Regions from separate parts of the Gossypium raimondii genome. Here region 2 is linked to region 1. The links are chromatin contacts, called in public Hi-C maps. All regions are on one chromosome and are shown on one strand. The core of a region is the stretch at or near the end of the contact, and the rest is flanking DNA. Distances in the headings are between cores, read along the strand shown. Region 1 holds the start of LOC105804429. Region 2 holds the start of LOC105801584 (transcription factor UNE12-like).

The links. A called contact is a pair of places that touch in the nucleus more often than the background predicts.
Region 2: a contact with region 1 is called in a Hi-C map of leaf, with 2.3 times the contacts expected there. The contact joins the promoter of LOC105801584 here to the promoter of LOC105804429 in region 1. A contact is called at or near these places in 2 of 2 Hi-C or Micro-C datasets (both in leaf).

Annotation. Positions count from the first base shown.
Region 1 is chr11:17,106,693-17,110,586 of ASM2569854v1, reverse strand. It overlaps LOC105804429, which reads right to left and starts at 2,557. Exons shown (of 12, transcript XM_012637055.2): 1 at 2,318-2,557; 2 at 1,482-2,241; 3 at 1,326-1,393; 4 at 857-939; 5 at 1-86. The coding sequence starts at 2,229.
Region 2 is chr11:17,332,874-17,336,502 of ASM2569854v1, reverse strand. It overlaps LOC105801584 (transcription factor UNE12-like), which reads right to left and starts at 1,605. Exons shown (of 2, transcript XM_052623468.1): 1 at 783-1,605; 2 at 342-512. The coding sequence starts at 899. The coding sequence ends at 387.

The DNA of each region.
Region 1 (3,894 bases), core at 1,308-3,807:
CAAGTAAAGCCATAAGTTTTGCGCTGAAATCCACGCCAACTAAAGAAGCCATGCCAGCAATGAAAGCTGCAAAAACTGCAGCATGCCTTTACAAAGAAACATACAACATTAACTACATATACAACTGCTGCAAGGAGAAAAAAAAAATGAAAACAAGTACGACAACAAAATCCTAGCTAACCCGGGTAATGGTAGTATGCAACAAGCATGATAGTGTGCTAATGTACTCTAATAAGGATCACAAGTATTGCATCTAGAAGGTAAATCACTTGTGCTTGATGAGGAATACAGTTATTACCACATGAAGAATGTATTGTTGGAATGAGAAAGTGGAGTTTCAAATCAAAATATAAATATGCTTTCCACAGCTGTGTAGCTACTATTTTGGCTATATATATTGTGGAAAGATAGCAACAATAATTATTATTCATCTGACTTCCATTATAGCTATTCTAACCAAAAATAAAGACAAATTAAAAATAAACAATAGTAATTTACCTTCCATTATTAATATTTCAACTGTTCCTTCCTCTGATTAACATATATCAGATTGAAAATTAGAATAACAATTACATCATGTTTAGTAAGCAAAATTTCATAAGAATTAAAATTTACTTTACTTGTCATAGTAAAATGTCAAGTGCAAATTAAAAATCAATGACAATAAGTATAGGCACATTAAACAAAATTCCCATACATAGCATACATATAAACTGAAAAATTAGGAACTTTAAAGGAAAGATGACAGAATTAAAGAGGAAGGAACCCTTTTAGGAGAAAAAAAAAAAAGAAACGAGTTTTTCTACTTATAATGGAGAATTATACAAACAAAGAGAGAGGCAAGGTTGCTCTTAACTGTTCATTGCCACGTGGACCATTATAACAAGATGCCAAGACCTCCTCACTGATAATCTGGGAGCTAACACTGCGACTAACAGACTGTAGAAGAGTAGAATTATATAGTTAACATTATACGTTTTAATTTCCAAATGTAAAAGCAGAGGATACTGCATAGGCAACCGCATGCTAATTTCTTTGAAAACCTATCACAAAAATGGAAGTTGTTTTGGTATTATATTAACTTCCTTAAATTAACCAACAAACTCGTAAATGCAGTTTCGGTAAAACCACAGCCCCTGCATTAACCTAGTCGGAAATAACTGTACCAGTTGTATGCACTTATGCTAGAAAAGATTAATATAACAACCAATTATATTTACTCAGAGTGAGCGTGCATATATAGCTTAAATCAATTGCAGTAAAATTCAGAAGGCTTGATATGAAGTCTATTGAAACAAAAAGCTATAGACAGCATAGCAGCATACACGAAAAATTGTGGCCATTTCTCCTGTAATTGATTCCACGTTAGATTCAGAAAGCCTATTAAGAAGACCTGGAACATAGAGAAAAATAAGTGGCGTGTCAAATTCCAAAAACGAGAAGTGAACTTACTAAAGTTAATTAAAAGTGAATATTCATACCTCGTACACGTCTGCGCATTCGAGTCTGCTCCTCTGATTCATTCTTTGTCTGGGATCTCAAGTGAGGAGCAACATATTTCCCGCTGCTCTCCATTCCAAGAGCCTTAGTTGAAATTTGACCTGACGCTACCTCTGCATTGTGGCACTCAGAATGCGGGGTAACAGAAAGGGCAGTTTCACCCACCATGTCACTTTCTTGTCCTTGCAGCAAAGACTTCCTCTTCTTACGCCTCTTTTGTGAAGGTGCCTTCACAGGAATTTCTACCACTGTTGTCTCTGAATACTCCTCCCCTTCGGAAGCTTCAATAGTTGAGTCATCTCCAATATCATCTTTGATAGCCTGCTGCACTGACTTTTTCTTTTTTCGTTTCTTACTTAAAGAATGGTTCACAGCTTCCTCATCAGAAAATCCTTCAAATAAAATATTAAGTCCATCATCATCTCCCCTTAATTTACCGCCCTTCACCTTGAGTTTCTTAGCAAGTTTCTTCTCCAATTCCAAGTCCTCTTGTGCAAGCATGTCCGAATTTGGCATCTCCATTTCAAGATACTCCTCGAACTTGGTTTTCGATGTTCTTTTCAAATCCTTCTTCGCTTTAGCTATCTTAGATTCATTAGCATCATGATCTTCCTCAGACTTCAATTCACTAACTCGTTGCACAATATCATTTTCTTTAACAAGCTGCATTCGTGAATTCTTTATTTTGTTCCCCTTTTTCGACTTTAAATCCCCTGCTTTTCTCTTCATCCTCAATGATTTCTGTAATCATAGAATTAACATCATATAACAGAGAGTGACTTTAGTTGTCCTACAATTTTTTCCTAATTGTTCTCACCTTCGTTACCAGGACTCGGCAATCTGGGGTGCAGTACCTGTGTCGACACGATTCGACACGGGATACGGGTCAGATCCAGCATAAACCAGCAGACACGGCGGTGAATGCAAACTGAGATGAGAAGAGAAGAAAAACAAAACTGATTTACGGAGACGAGAGAGAGAAGAGGGACGATGGTAGGAGGAAGATGATAGAAGAAAGAGGAAAGACGGTTCAAAATAAATGAACAAAAATTTAGGGTTACTAAACGCTGTACTCTGGTGGTAAAAAAAAAACGTTGTACCCTATATTATATTTAGGTTAAACTACAAAAATAATCCTATATCTTTGTTTAAGTTTACGTTTTGGTCATCAATGTTTCAATTCTAACAATTAGGTCACAGGCGTTATCAATTGATAACAATTTGGTCACTTTCCATTAGCAGTCATTAAGTGTTGGACAAAATCATAGCCGACCCATCAAATGGTGACGTGGCTTCCATGTCATTATCACATAATTTAAATATATATTTTTAATTTTTTCTTATTATTTTCCTTTCTTTCCTCTCCTCTCTCTTTATCTCTTCTTCTTTCTTTTCTCTCTTCTCCTCTTTTTATAACTCTATCCGCCATTGTCGAGAGCTTTTATCAAAAGCCATCAAAATAAAGATCATCATTCTTCAAAAGTCTTCACCCTCATCAAAGTTCATTAAAAAAACACAAAGTTTTTGTTATTTAAGCAACCTGAAGGTTAATTATTGAAGACTTGTCAGTATCCAGTTTTGAGATATCAATTACTTCATTTGAATCAAGTTCATGTCGAACTAGTTACAATAACAATCAACAAAACACATATATCAATAGAATCAAAAGCATTGTAATTTTGAAATTATTATTACCATGGGAGCTTGATCATTCTATGTTGGTTGATCCTTGATGAATTATTTATCATCCATGTCTTTGCCTCTGTTTACTTCTAGGATCCTACAGATATCCTAATGTCCATAAAGTCTTGCATCTATTAATGGCTTCACAAATAAAAACCAAAGAAATTAAACCCTAAATTTGTAGTTTTCACTAACTAATTGAATTGTAAACATTAATGCAAAAAATGGCGATGAAGTTGGGTGCATACACTACGGTTCCATTGGTCAATGAGGTTAATATTGGCCTTATAAAGGAGAAGAAACTCAACAATAGAGGCATGACCCTCACTAGTTGTGAGATGCAAGGTAGTTCTCTGGTCATAATCTTAAACGTCTATAATGCGCCAAAATTTGAGTTTTGTTATTAAGTTGTGTCGATGAATATGTGTATGCTTTTGTGGTTGTGTGTTCTATTTGCTCACTTGAGATCTGAGGTTCAAGTCTCATAAATTTTAGAATTTTTTAGTTTCTTTATTTGAACCTTTAACTTAGGATTTCTTGTTTAAGTTGAATTCGGTGCCTTTTTATGTCAAGAATGAGCCTGCTGGTTCACTAATTAAGCATATGCCTATTACCTAGTTTCGTGCTCGAGTCTTTGCGTACGCAACAAGGATTACATTTTTGCACTTTTTTTGTAAAAACTGAAATTTTAAATGCTCATTCCCTCTACCG
Region 2 (3,629 bases), core at 356-2,855, 230 kb before region 1:
GTGGAGTCAACAGTGGGGAGAGGCGCTCCCTTGCTGTTTTGGTGAAAAGGTTGCAGACCTTGGGCTGCGTTCGTGCTGACATGGCGAAGACATAGGAGTGGCTGCGGCGGGAGGCTTAGAGGAATTAGAGTTTTCTGTTTTAGGTTTAGGGGATTTGTGCTTGGGCTTAGGTAGTTGGGTATTTAAGGTTTTTTTTTTTTTGTAAATGGACTGTTTTTTTTCATTGGACTTTATTATTTTTTGTTTTAACTTGATTTTTTTGTTTTATTTGTTTGGGCCGGGCAAAATTGGGCTTCTACACTCCAATTTCAACCATTAGATTTTAAAATTCTAAAACAAGCTAAACCAACAAATGAAACTTTAGGAAAGGAAAAAATTACATCATCTTAAAAATAGAAATATGAAAAAGAAATGTGAGAGAAAACAGGTAAAAGAGTTGATGATACCTTGACTTGGAGCCTCAGGAACTTCACATAATCTACAATTTCATCAAGCATGGCTGCTCTGTCAGTCTGCACAAAGAAACATACGTGACTTAAATGGAGTAAGGTGCATTATACATGGTTCTCTTCCCAAGACATAAATCTACCATTAAAGTCACCCATGTTTCAAAAAGATTGCTGCAATAATGAACTGTAATGTTATTACAAGATGAGGGATTAGGACATTAATCCATTCAATATCTGTACACAATATGAGTAATAGACGAATAGAGTTAGCTTGGAAATGTGCAAGTAGTTTCATAAGTAAATTTACGGCACGGTAAACAGAAAGGAATTTACCTTGTTAACACTAGGAACACGTTCCTGCAATGCCCTGATTCTTTCAGCAATTGTCTCCCTACCAAGGGAGAAAATTGAAGGGTTAAGTTCAGCATGGTTAGTCACAGTTGCAACCATTTGTTGAGCAGGTTCACTTCAGTTATGCAATTTCATGGCATAAGAAGTGGGCAATCAAAAGCAACTTCACCAGCTAAAAGAGAACGTAATGCTGACCCTCTTGTTTGGAGATGGGCAAATCACATGTCTTGCCATGTGAAATTGGTATTTCTTCATGATTTTCATTTTTTTCACCACTAATCCCTCAAGTTTTCATTTTTCAAATGTGATCTAATCTGCTATCTTATATGGTTTTTCGCTTAAAAAATTTCCAGGTAATCTTTCTTCATTCAAAAGCATAATTATGTTTTACTTCACTGTTCCCTTTCCTTTCTATTGCCGCAGACGCCCGTTTTGCTGAGATGACCACGGCAACTTTACATTACCGTTCGTGGAGGATTCCTTTTCACAGTAGGATTTGACGAAACTCCAACGCCGTTTGCCTTTATGGGAGGGTTGGTTATGGGGGTCGGGTTTTTTGAGGCCGAGTGTCCTGCGAACCACTTGGAAGCTTTGCCTATTGCTTTGGTTTGGTTGGTTGTCTACAGAAAGTTAGTTTAGTGGTGTAGAAGTAGGTGAAAAAGGTAAAAAAGGTAATAAAAAAAAGGGGGCTTGGGAGGTTTCTTGGGATTCATTTGCAGAGAAAAATGGAAGAAGGAGAAGTTTCATAAGCTTACTGAGAACTGAGAAAGGAGGGAGAGAGAAAGGGGAAGATGTAATCGGTAAAAGTTGGGTGACCAACTGGAAAAGTTACCCTAAAAATTAATTTAATGATTTTTATTTTAAAATTAAAATAAAATTGAACGTACGAAAATAAAAACATAAGCCAACAATCAAGCTTCATAAAATCAATTCAAAAAAAATATTTTTATAATTAAAATTCAGCAAATTGGATTGGATTTATTAAATAATTGGATGAGGAAATAAATGAACTTAAGGTGAAGGATTAGTTTCCATTGTTGTGTGATAGGAAAACGTAACAATCAGGGGTTGGTGATGAAAACACGGTTTGGGTAGGGTAGGCATTGTTAGTTCCCTTATATTTCACTCGTTACCTTTTCTCTTCTCATCATATTCATATTCTTTTTATTTATTATTATATATTTATGTAATTAATAATTTATTTATGAAAATTTCGTTCACTATTCGATTTTTTTTGAACAATGCTTGGAACTACTCATAACATTTTTTCAACTCATAAATATAAGGATAATGCGCTTCTGCGCACTCGACTCTACATTTTCCTGCATTGACAACAATGTCTATACCAATCAATCAAGTTGAGACACCGTCGGCATATGTTAATTTTTTAATATTATATAATATATGATTTCAAACAATATTGGGTTGGTAGTTGTTTGTTTTAAGTAAGAATAAAGAGACAAACTGGGTCTAAACCAATCTGCCAATAGCATAGCATAGGGAAGTTGGAATATAGTTTTCATTTCCAACAAAACGCAATATCATTATATGAAATAAAATAATAATTAAAATATTGCTTAAAACTGAAATACGAATATCATAACATATTCAAAATTTATATAAAAAAATATAAAATTTTAATTAATCAAAAGTCAATGGGAATTATTTATTTCATAAACTGTAGTTATTTGACTCTTTTTGCCTACCACATGATATTTTCCTTCAGCCGTTTTTCAATTAGATGACAAAGAAAGAGAGGTTGAGTGCTCTCACGAGCTACAAAAAGGGCGTGGGACATTTGCAGTACAAATTTCATTTTTTTTCCTGAAGGTGCCAGTTGTACGGTAAGATCCGCGGTACTACCGACGCTAGCAGTAAAACGCGCAACAGTCTATCCAGGTCACTTCCCCAATGAATCTGACCCCTTTTTTGTTTCTCATTCGATTTGCGAGAGCTCTTCACCGACCCCCTCATGCTATACAGTAAGCCAGACAATGCGTCCGGGTCGGACAATTTGGATCCAATTGAAAATTATATTTTATAATAGTATTCGTCAAATTTAATATTATAAAAACTTTATGTAATTTAAATGCATGATATAAATTATTAATGGTAGATTTATCAACAAGGGTTTTTAAGGAGTTTGGATGTAATTCACACCGTAATATCAAAAATCACCAAAAGATTTTATAGAGGATTTGGAAGCTTTTCACAAATCGTTTAAATTAAAACTCTTCATTTTAAGTTTTAAAAATAAAATGATAATGAATTAGATTGAGTTGTAGTCACGTTGACTTGGCATGATTAATCGAATAATTATTTGTCGTGAAGAGTGATAAGTAATGTGATTCTTCTCAATTAATCATCTTTAATAAAGTGAAGATGTTTTAGTGAAATATTTATAGAGGTACTTTTATTTTTATTTTTTATTTATAAAAAGATATAACTTAGATTTATTATATTATGTGTTATATGTATTCTATTATTCTATTTTGTTGATAAATAAGAAAAAAATGGATTCTTGTTTTTAGAGAAAGAAAATATGAACAAAATAAGCAAGTATGACTTGAAAGTCAATTTATGAGAAGGTAAATAATCATGATAAGCACAGGACATTGGGAAAATGTAGAAAGCAAAGCAGGATGCATAACTCTCAGGTCACAAGCAGACAAAGAAAGCAAAATATTTTAGTTAAGTGATTTGCGGAATATTCCATGAATTTTTTTATGCCAATTCTATGACTATTATTTGTATTTCTATTCACACAAATCTCAAAAATGTTGTTGAAACAGGTAGACATCCATGTGTTGCCTTGGAAATTTTCATTGT